Linked DNA regions of Rattus norvegicus: region 1 is linked to region 2. A link is a contact called in public Hi-C data. All regions are on one chromosome and are shown on one strand. The core of a region is the stretch at or near the end of the contact, and the rest is flanking DNA. Distances in the headings are between cores, read along the strand shown. Region 1 overlaps LOC134486579 (a long non-coding RNA gene). Region 2 overlaps LOC102546824 (a long non-coding RNA gene).

Region 1 (5,573 bases), core at 1,625-4,124, 130 kb before region 2:
GTGTGTGTGTGTGTGTGTGTGTGTGTGTGTAAGGAAAATATGAACAGAGATTTGGAACCAAGAATTTTTAGACTGCTAGTGTGAACCCCCACCCATCAGTCGTCCTAGAAAAACAGGCGATGTCGTCATAGCAGCTGCTGATGGCCTGACAGACAGTTTCCGCAGCGCTACATGAGGCCCTTTGGTGTCCCTGTCAGGAGATTGGCAGCTGAATGACACCAATGAGGCTGGGCCTGTATTCCCTCTGGGAATGCCGCCCTAATTGATAGACAGAAGGCAAAGAGAAGGATTGTTTTTGAACCTGAAAAGAATCCCCTTTTTTCTCCCTAAAGCTCACGCCCCCCTCTCCTCAGCTTTACCTCCCCACTCTTCTTTTTTTTTTAAAGGTGTTTTGTTCCAGAGAAGTTACAGAGCTTAATGGAACTGAATGACTTTTACCCTTCTCAATCTGTCAGTCAAAAGGCCCGACTCTGAGCCTGTTAAATAAAGTCCTTTCAGAGGCAGACAGGAGAGGAATGTGTCAGTCACGCAACAGACCCCGTTGTGTTTTCATCTGTCAGAGGGGTGACGGGGGAGAGCCTCAGGCCCCAGGCAGGGCACATTCCCAGCAGCGGCTAAGAGGCCTTGACAAATCCAGGTGTGCAGCCAGAAGGTCCCCATTCACCCACATTCTTGAGGCACAGACTTGGAGCCCCAGGCACTCCGCTTTGCCGTCAACTATGAGATGTTTGGGCAAACATTCAGCGCAGGGCTCACGCTAAGCATTTTTAACATAAAACCAACCACTAAGTGCCGGGTGGCTGTGCAAGGCAAGGCTTTCACATTAATACACCGCTTAGTGGGAAATACTGCAGACAGCAGTGCTCCTGTCGAGGGGCCTTTGGGTAGACTCGAATTCCAAACCAATTTTGTAGACTGCTTTTCCCTTTCCCTAATACTCTCCCTTCCCCGTTATATGACAATCCATTAATCTTGCCCGTTTACTTAAATTGCTGGGCGATTTTTTTTCCCCGAGAGCTCTGAACAGTTGCTTTTGTTCATTATAGATTCAGAGTTTTAAGTAAAAAAAAAAGAAAAAGAAAAAGAAAAAACCTCCTCTGTTAGACACACTAATGATGGACTCCTTAAGTTTGGGTGACACTTCCTCTGAGCGTTTTAGAAAAAAATAGGGTGAGGGGGGAGTGAGGGGGAGTGAGGGGGGAGTGCAGAAGTTTCATGGAACAAACAGGACTTGTTCTTTCTCGAGCGCTGGCCAGAGTGACAGACCATCACTCCAGATATTTTTACCCAGCACAGAAGGTCTAGGTGTGTAGAGAGCCTGAGAATTATTTCTCACTTGTTGGTTGTCGTCTTTGTCCTCAGGAGAGCCCCTTTTGGTTTTAAAGAAGGCAGAAGCAATACTCCCATCTCCTCAGACCTTTCTCACTCCAAGGTCCGTCTCCTACTACACCGCTTCCAAAGGAGGCAGCTAGTGAGGCTCTCTGCCATCTTCCCCCATTTTCACCCCTTGTCTAGGTTGAGGTATTAGGGGAAGCAGGTCCTTCTGCAGCTTCCAAGACCACTCATGTTACTTACAGCATAGGTGCACCAGGCCATAAAAACCACCTCTGTTCTCCACTTGTGCTCGCTTTTAGCCAAAATATAGATTTTATGTTTTCTTCTATTCATATCTACACCCTCCACCCCTCCCACGGGGACCAGCCTGTTATAGACTAAACTGCGATTTAAAGGGCTTCTGGCATAGCCTGATAAAGTTCGTCACGCTGAAGGCAAACTTGTCAAATGTGTAACCAAAGCTGAGCGACTTCTAAGGATGTGAGTTTGAGCATTTCGCTCTGAAACACAAGCTTAGTAAGGAAAAACGGGCTGCACCCGAGCTAATCAACAGGAGGATGAAGCTTTCCTTTGTATTCTTCATGCTGGGGATGGAACGTAGTGCCTCACACATGGGAAGCAACGTGCCAGTGCCCGACCCCGTTCCTAGCTCCGCTGCACCTATGTTTCCATATCCCAGTACCCACAATTCTCTTTCCTCAGAATTCTGGAAGCTCTGCTGAGCTTGGAGCTCCTCAGGTTGCTTGAGAGGGGCTGTGAGGAAGGCTCTAGGTTCCCAGAACACTTCATGCGGAGCGTACCCCTCTGGACTATTAAATGAGTCACGGAGATATGTGCTGTGAGGCTTCCCGAGTCCATCCTTCGCTGGTTATTAATGAGCTGCCACACATGGAAAAAAAATAAAAAGCCGTTTCTCAGCTCATTTTCTGCCTGCCCGCCCGCCTTCTCTCGGCCTAAAACAAACATCCCGCCCTGGTGCTGCCGGGGAACACAGGAACCTTCTAACCGGGGAGACGGTTTTTCTTTCACCCCTGCAACTTAAAGTGGACTCCACGCTTCAGTCTTAATGTTAGCAATGACACAAACATTTGTGAGCGAAAGTTTACCGTCGACAGAAATTTGTAGAATTCATAGTTTAAAGGGGGGGAAGAAACCTTTGGATAAAGGTCCCAGTCCCCAGTTACTCCCTGCTGCCACTTACACCACTGTTCTGCCTAGAAGACAAGTGTACGAATGAAAACTCCAGGTCAGCTAAGATCCAGTATGTTCCTCTGTTGGTTTAAGCATCATTGGGAGCCATAGAGTTTGGTCATCCCCAGGTCATTCCCTGAGGCTGGGGCAGTGAGGGGCAGCCTGGGTGACGTGGGTTCCTGAGACACTGGCTCAGTGGTTTGATTGGGCCCACCCTGCCAGTTGGTACCAAACACCGGGGGGCCCATGGCTTGCTGGCTGACAGATGCCACACTCCAATATCAGTCACAGAATGTTTCTCAGCCATCATACTTAAATAACCCTGCTGAGCGTCTGTCCAGCTGGGTCTGCATGGTGCCGGCTGCTCTGGCTTGGATGGGTTTCTGGCAACAGTTTCCTTTCTGGAGTTATATATAGAAGGGACTGAAGACTGAGTTTCAAAATCTGGTTGAGAATTCTCAAATTCTTTCTGTATTTTAGACTGGTTTAGATTTCAGATTTCTTTTTAAAAGTTTTTCTATTTTCATGTGCAGAAGTTTGCAAAGGTAAAGTTTTAGAGTTTCAGCTGAAGCCTTCATAACCAAATTACCCAAAATGTGAGGGAAGGACTTCTCTCCTGAATTAGGAAATCAGTAATGTGGGTTGGAAGTGGAGTCAGAGCTTCAACCTGTCGGGAGAATTCTTGATTGTTAGTTATCTTTTAAAGGAGTCCTTTTTGTTTTTATTTGTGTGTATGTGTGTGTGCCTGTGTGAAAGTATGTCACCTGTGTGAAGGTGCTCATGGGGGCTAACGAGGGCACTGGATCCCTTGAAGCTGGACTTAGAGGTGGCTCTGAGCTGAGGGCTGGGAACGGGATTTGGTTTTCTGGGAGAGCAGCAAGTGCTCGGAAATGCTGTGCCTCTCTGGTCCCCTGGCCATTAGTTCTTACGTGACTTTTAGACCAACCAAGCCAGCGAGCTACTCATCATTTGTACTGGTAATGATCTTAGTGTAACGATCATTAATTATAATGTAATGGATTGAACCCATATTAGGCTATTGGTACAATGATAACGAATACTGAGTGCATCCCATGAGTGGTTTCTTAGGTCAAACATACACTTCCCGTTTGGGTCAGTGTTTATAATAGCAAACATGACAGCCATTGGTGACTTACTGCCCCCTTCCAGTTCTGCAACAGTCTCCTGTTCTATGTGACCCATGTTAGGAAATAGGCAAAATGGCGATGCTTTTGCAAGTAGGTGTTTAGGTAGTTAGTATGTGGGCAGACTTTAGAATGGCTCTTACTACACCCTATGTGCTATTTCTATTATATTTTTATTAATTAAAAATAGCATACAAGATGATGGGCTTCCTTCAACATTTTCACATATGTGTGTCACTTTAGTCACTACATTATCATTATAGTTGTATTCTTTTTAATTAGTTCTTATGTGCACAGGTGTTTTGCTTGCATATGTGTATGTGTCCCATGTGCATGCCTGGTACCCACTGAGGCCAGCAGAGGGCACCAGATCCCCTGGAGCTGGAGATCCAGAAGGTTGTGAGCTGACATGTGGGTGCAGGGAATCAAACCATGCTTGTCTCGAAGAGCAGCCGGGGCTCTTAGTCACTGAGCCAACTCTCCAGCCTCCAGAGCTGCTATTTTGATGGTTTTGATCTATCATGTGTAGTCTTCAGCCAAGTGGGAAAGCATTCTTTGTCAATGACTATGTCCTCTTCCTTTGGCTTGCAGTCATTGGTCCTCCAAATGGTTTCCTTGTTGATGTATGTAATGGCCCATGCTCCACAAAGTGGAGATTCCTGATGGGGGACTGGTATGTGAGACTTTCCAGGGAATGCCCATTTGTAAAAAGTTGACCCTGCAGGGAATGATTCTCCTCAGAGCAATGCTCACTTGATCCTAGCACTGTTAAGATGTCCACAGCGATGGCTCAAGACCCCGGGGCCCAGACATATGACACCCCTTTCTTTCCTTTTGATCCCTGTGTGTGACTCTTGCTGGACAGGCTCTGGGGTGCTGTACTGAGCCCTTATTTGATCTGATCTCATGAAGTCTTTCATGGCTTCCCTTCTGGCTACTCTGGACATTACTGTTAGGTACCATGGCAGGATACTGAAGTGATGCTCTTTGAAAATGGTCTGAAGATTAGGGATGACTTGAGGAGTCACCTACTCAGTGAAAGCAGCCTTCAAAACCAAGAACCCTCCTTTAGCCCACTGTAGTGTGGTCCCAGACCAGCTCACAGTGCGTGGAGTAACAACCTTTGGTCTTTAGCTACAGACTCTACTAGGACAGTGTGTCCATTGCTTCCTCATTACTGTCAGAGTTAGCATTTTCCCCTCAGAGTGATAACAGTCTCTTAGTATGGTGTGCTTGAATTCCAATAGAAAAGTGAAGCGACCCGAAATTCTTCCAGTTAACTCAATATGTATGTATTAAACAGTAATGTAGACTTGATTGGTTATTTAACTTTCTGTCAATAAATCACTAGATAAATATTATAATGATACAGGGATATCTGAAAGCCAGCTTAACTTCATTTTCTGATAACCTTTGCTTTCCTCAAAGTAATTTAGAGATGCTGGAAATGCTAGCTTCATCTCCAATGCTGTGGAACTTGCCCTCTGGTTCTCCAGGTTTGCAGATATGCCTAGGTGCAATAGGTTTGTACTGATGCTAAACACACACACACACACACACACACACACACACACACACACACACACACACACTTGTTTGTTTTATGGGCAAATAAAGGGCGCCATATTTTCAAATCTGATCTGACCACAGTATTGTGTTTTTGTTTGATTGTTCACGTGTTTGTACTTAAGGGCTAGGCTCTTTCCTGTGTTTCTGGTTTGGCCTTAAGTGTCTGACTCAAAGGATCCTCCTTTCTCCTTCCAGCTCAGTGGAACCACAGATATGCACCATCACATCTGGCAAGCATCATCCGTAGACACAATCCAGGTCAGAACCAGCAGTTTCTTTTTTTTTTTCCTTCTTTTTTTCGGAGCTGGGGACCGAACCCAGGGCCTTGCGCTT
Region 2 (5,403 bases), core at 632-3,131:
GTGCTCACAGGGTCTAAGCAAGCACGCACATGTATTTTCACAGAAGGTGACAAGCCTAGCACGGGCTGTACATGTTTCCCTGTACTTGACTAGGAGGTGTTTGGGGACTGAGGCACACCCCATGTGGTCAAGCAGTGACGGAATGGTGACCAAAATAAAACTGTTCTTTTTTTTTTTTTTCAACAAGAGATTCTATGCTAAGGAGATGCAGAAATGTTGAGAGTCAGGAGGGGCAGGATGAGAAACGGATCCGTTCAAAGAGGCTGTGGCTCAGACTGCTTGGATCAGAAACTGCCTTCGAAATCCTTTTATTTATTTGTCGTGCTGGTAGAGATGAAAACTGGGGCCTCACACACGCGAGGTAAGTAATCATCCCCAGGACTGTAGTCTAGTCCCTTCATCTGGGGCTTTTAAGTCAGGCCAACCGGGTTGAACCCCAGCTCTGCTACTGACTCTGTGTAATGTTAAGGAAGTCTCTGCTTCTTCCTCTACAAACAGATGCTCGTTAATTATAGCAACAGGCTTGCGTTTGCGCCTAACATAGACCTGGATCGCTTGCCTTGACCTTCTGAAGCTCAACTAGAACCTAAGCTCTTTAAACAAAAGAGCTCACTAGGCTGTCCAGAATAACACACACACACACACACACACACACACACACACACACACACACACACACACACACACACAGACTTCAATTCCAGGAGCACATTTTCCTCCACTCCCCACCACCTTTTTCTTAGAACCAGATGAGCACAAAGCTGTTTGACGGCTTTTGAATTTACAGAGTCCCCCCACCTTCTGCCCCCAACTCTTTTGAGCATCTCGGGCCAGATGAATTCTCCACGTCAGCAGAATTTTACATATGTTATGCAAAAGTACATCACTGAAACACAGAGCAAAAGACATAAATAATGCAAATTGAACATCCATCTTAACCCCAGCCAGATGAGGTGGGGTGGGGCTACAATTAGCTAGGGAGAGCTGACAATGGCTATTGTGGCGACATAATCTATGGGAGGTGTCCGGTTACAACCAGCGCATTTGCAGGGCAGAAATATGGTGCCCGATAAAGGGAAAGGACAAAGAGAAACGGTGAAGGGCCAGAAAACATGGTCGGCAGACAGATAAACAGAACCCCCTGAGATGGACAGGCAGGGGGAGGCACACACAAGGGAAGGCCAGCTTTGGTTTTGAGTCAGGGCAGAAAATGGCAGTGTTGTCCTTGAAATCCCTGCTGTGGGGTCATGATCAAGCTGTTGATTCTGTTGCAGTCTAAATTACAAAGGACTGCAATTATATGTGGAAAATTGTCCGGCCGTGTCCCCCGAGCAGATGGGAAGGCCGTGGCGGCAGATGATATGAAGTTAGCAAGCTGCCGGCCCTTCCCTCCTTGGCGTGGGCAGAGGCTGCCTGGGCACCGAGGCCAGCATCATCGAGAACAAAACAGCCACTTTAAAAACAGCCTATTGTCTGTTTACTTAAGACTCAAGTCATCAGCTGGTTTGAACACTTGGTCCCCGGCAGAGGAAGAAGTGTGGGGAGTTTTCTTATCGCTTGCCACCTACTCTGGCAACCCTGAATTGTGTCCTTGTGTTGCGAGTTCTGCCCTGGGCACAGGTAGGACAGTGGAAAGGAATATCAATCTGGCTCTCCGGTGAAGGATGCCAGCCCCCTTGCTTCTGGAGGCTGTGCTGGCCAGAGTTAGCTGCAATCACAGTACAAAGCTTCACTGCAAGGTTTTCCTGGAGAGGTACTCTAGGCACACAGAGAAGAGGCAAGCAGCCCGAGGAGAATGGTCCTCACCAAATGGCCTGGGGGGTGGTAGGGAGTAGAGCCAGCCTGTTCTGATCAGCAGCTGCTGGGGAGCCAACCCGAGTTGCCAGCAAGTCCTGATTATTTGGAGGCTCATATCCCGGGAGAATCATCACCCAGCAGAGAGAGCCTCAACATTATCACAATCATCACCAAACTTAGTAATGACAATCAACAGTCTTGGTTCTGGTCATAAAAACAAGCAAATGGAAAGCTAATGCTTACAGTGTGCCTGGCATCATGCTAAATACTTAAAGAATCTGTGCGTTGAGGAGCGTGCTTCTGTTAGTTTTACTTCAGTAGTAAAAGGGATTGTGGTGCAGAGGGAGTCGTCTCTCCAAGGCCACTGAGTAGCCTAACCACTCTTCATTCTTCCCAGGAGTTGCCTCTAACGTCATTTCTGCAGCTCAGCTCTTGGCTGGCCTGACGTCTTGCTTGACAGCGTCCTCGTTCTGTGATCAGGTCTCAAGATAACACGTGTAACTCATAGATGACTCATGCTCTTGGAACTCTTGGGCTGCTGGGTGCAGAAGCCTGGTCTGGCCTGCTAGAGGATGAGAAGTCATGTGGAACAGATATGCACTGTCCCAATATAGATCAGTCTATTCCAGCCAGGGCCCCTGGCCTCATGAGAAAGTCTAGACCACTGATTCTCAACCTTTCTACCGCTGCAACCCTTTAATGCAGTTCCTCGTGTTGAGTGTTCCTACTCCATAGCTGTAATTTTGCTACTGCTATGAATTGTAATGTAAATATTTTTGGAGATAGAGGTTTGGGAATCAATGGTCTAACCATATTCTGGTGAGCATGGCCACCCACACTGGCAGGACATCCAGTGAATCTCCTAACCTATAAACAAGGATGCCTGGTATTGTTCTAGGCTACTAAGATTTGGGATGGTTGTTACTCAGCAACAAAAACAAAAACAAACAAAAACAAAACAAGCATTCTACCCTAGCTTTCTTGCTCCAAAAGCCCCTTCAACCTTTACTAGTGATAACACATCCTTCTGCGCCCTTTGTTCACCACATATGCAATTCTGTTGTTTTTTCCAAGTGGGTTCTAATAGCAGATGTTGCCGGTTGTCCATGGTGTTCACTTTCTGGCAGAGCCCCTGAGACACAAGAGCCTTCTCCCCCGACCTCCAGGGAAAAATCCCAATTGAAAAAGCCAATAGTGGTGGCTGCAGGACTTTCGTCAGACACTGGCTGGGATGACCTTCTGACCTGTTTCTGACTGAGATGGATGGCCCAACTGAGAGTCTTTCTGGAAAAATGCTCCTCTTGCTTATGCCACAAATACCAAAATGGATTTAAAAAATAGTTGTACCCTGCTCACCAGCTCTCAACAGAAAGGCCTGGCTGAGGCTGGCCCACATGTCGAGGACGGCACAGCATGGACCTGTAGGAAAAGCATCTTGATATTACTGGGAGGCAAAAGCATGCCTGGGACCCAGACAATGCCTCTTTTGGTTGCTCCATTTTGTTCAAGACGGTTCTAAATATTTAAAACATTACTGTTATTTTAACCTTGCAACCAAAGGTGTTTTGAAGGAAAGTATTGCAGACATCAGTGGAAAGGACCCTGGCCACTCACTCTTGTTTCTCATAAACACACACAGAAGACACTGAAGTGCATTTTCTGAAGGCCTGGCCTCTTGGTACTCCATATTGAGAACCTACCTTGGCACTTTGGGCTGACTTCAGAAGAAAGTAGTGGCTTGGGGCTCATGTAGGATGACTGCAGGATGGGGTAGAGGGAGAATAATTTGGAGGAAGTTCTGGGGAGCATGGTAGCGTGTAGTCAGAGGTCCAAGGGAGTACTAGATAGATGGTCTACCAAAATGTGCTCACCTTCTAGTTGGTTCCAAATTTCTTCCTCATTCTTCCATGCTCAGGAATCACATAGGCTACCCTTTATTTGTAGTTGTCACTCAAACGTTGACACCTGGGATGGCTAAGATGCAGATCAATTAAACAGACGGCTACCATGGCACTAGGACAGGAGCTGGGAAGCCTCGGGTTTATATCATGGGGAGATCTTAACGGAGAGAAGATTGTTGGGTAGAAGCCAGGCCAACTATGTAAGAATAAATGGATAAGCGATCAAGACAGTGACTCTATTTCAACCAGGTCGGAATGATTTCCCAAGCATTTACACAAATGTCAACAGCTTGTTCAGCCATACTGGGTTACCTCAGACAAGCCTGGCTAATAATGCAGAGTGCCATTTTTGTGGCTCTGTCTGTGGTGCCAGTCTGAGCGCTGAGAGCACAGGGACACAAGGTGTGGATATGCCGGGTGTGCTGAGCACCCCGCACAAGCCACAGCATGCCAGCCACCTATGGAGCAAACAACAGAGTCACAGAGTCAACCTCGAAGCCCTTTCATGTCCTCTGGTCTAGACTCTGAATGAGGAGGACTTTGAATGATCACAGTACCTCTACTTCAATGACCTCTTCAGAAGAGCATTATGGAGACCAGGTGACCCTGGAGGTTCCATCTAAAGAATACATTGAGTTCTGGAGGAGAGCAGATGGGAGAGAAGCCTGGGACAGCAGCAACACTTGTGCCCCAAGGGCACTTGGAGCATGCTGTGCCCAGACTGCTGGCTTCCTTTGTTGTTAGTGACTTCACCATTCTCAGAAAGAGAACATCCCTGGCTCACTCTTCACAAACTCTGTCCCCAGATCTTCTGAAACTCCCCACGTAGTCCTAAAGCCTGGTTCCTGGATCTTTCCCCAAACTTGAAACGATGTGAGACCATGGCAGGATTCCAGACCATCCCCACTGAGGGCACAGGTGAGAAAGTGATTAATAAGCGACTGAAGGCGTCCCCCCTTTGCAAGTGCTTTTAGTAAGGGGAACAGGAAATAAAATCCAAAGTCATAATAATTTGAGTTCAAGTACAATTTTGTTGCTTATAAATCAGAGGCTTTCCTTTATAGAAAATTTCAGTTTCTTATGTCTTAGTGGCCATCACCAAACCCAGGCCAAGGGCTTGCCAGCTGGTCAAATTCTCCTTACAGTCCCCCACATGCTCTGTATCCTGTAACTTCCCCTCCACTCCCTTCATGTCCTTCGCTTCCCCTTTTGTTTTAATATAGCAATAATTACACTCCAAGTATATAAGTATACTAATGTAATAAACACATGAACATCACTACTTAGGAGTATTCTTTGCTGTTTTTTTTTCCAGCCAGAGCCCTGTGCGAGCTTGGTATGCATTCTAACACCAAATGCAACCCCAGTCAAGAAACACTCTTCGCATGGATTCGAAACATTAGCTTACATTGTTTCCTTTTTATTTTTTTCCAGCTACATCATACCCTGGTAGATCATCACGTGAGGGATCTTGCTGAACAAAGATTTGTGTTGCTCTTTTCTAGACATACCCTACAGAAAGCGAAAGGACCTATTTGGAGCAAGTTCCTGGAAGGAAAGAGCGTCTACATGCAGTGGGTGCCTCCCTTGGCCTACCTTCTCCTTATCTGGTGTAATGAGCATTTACTGAGGCCAGCACAGAGCTCCAGAGTGGCGGAGTCAGAGGTTGTCTGTTAGGGAAAATAGGCTTAGAGAGGTTACAGGA

What was found. A called contact is a pair of places that touch in the nucleus more often than the background predicts.
Region 1: a Hi-C map of psoas muscle shows a contact between it and region 2, with 1.7 times the contacts expected there. The contact joins two enhancer-like sites. A contact is called at or near these places in 2 of 12 Hi-C or Micro-C datasets (Schwann cells and psoas muscle).

What each region holds. Positions count from the first base shown.
Region 1 is chr4:81,468,387-81,473,959 of GRCr8, reverse strand. The region is part of intron 2 of LOC134486579 (a long non-coding RNA gene); the gene reads left to right. Among named protein-coding and RNA genes, the nearest start is that of Mir148a, 190 kb to the left of the region's middle. Within about 2 kb of position 2,874, at least 8 of the 93 cell types and tissues checked have an H3K27ac peak or open chromatin away from gene starts, as enhancers often do.
Region 2 is chr4:81,338,964-81,344,366 of GRCr8, reverse strand. All of the region lies in intron 2 of LOC102546824 (a long non-coding RNA gene), which reads right to left. Among named protein-coding and RNA genes, the nearest start is that of Npvf, 290 kb to the right of the region's middle. Within about 2 kb of position 1,881, at least 16 of the 93 cell types and tissues checked have an H3K27ac peak or open chromatin away from gene starts, as enhancers often do.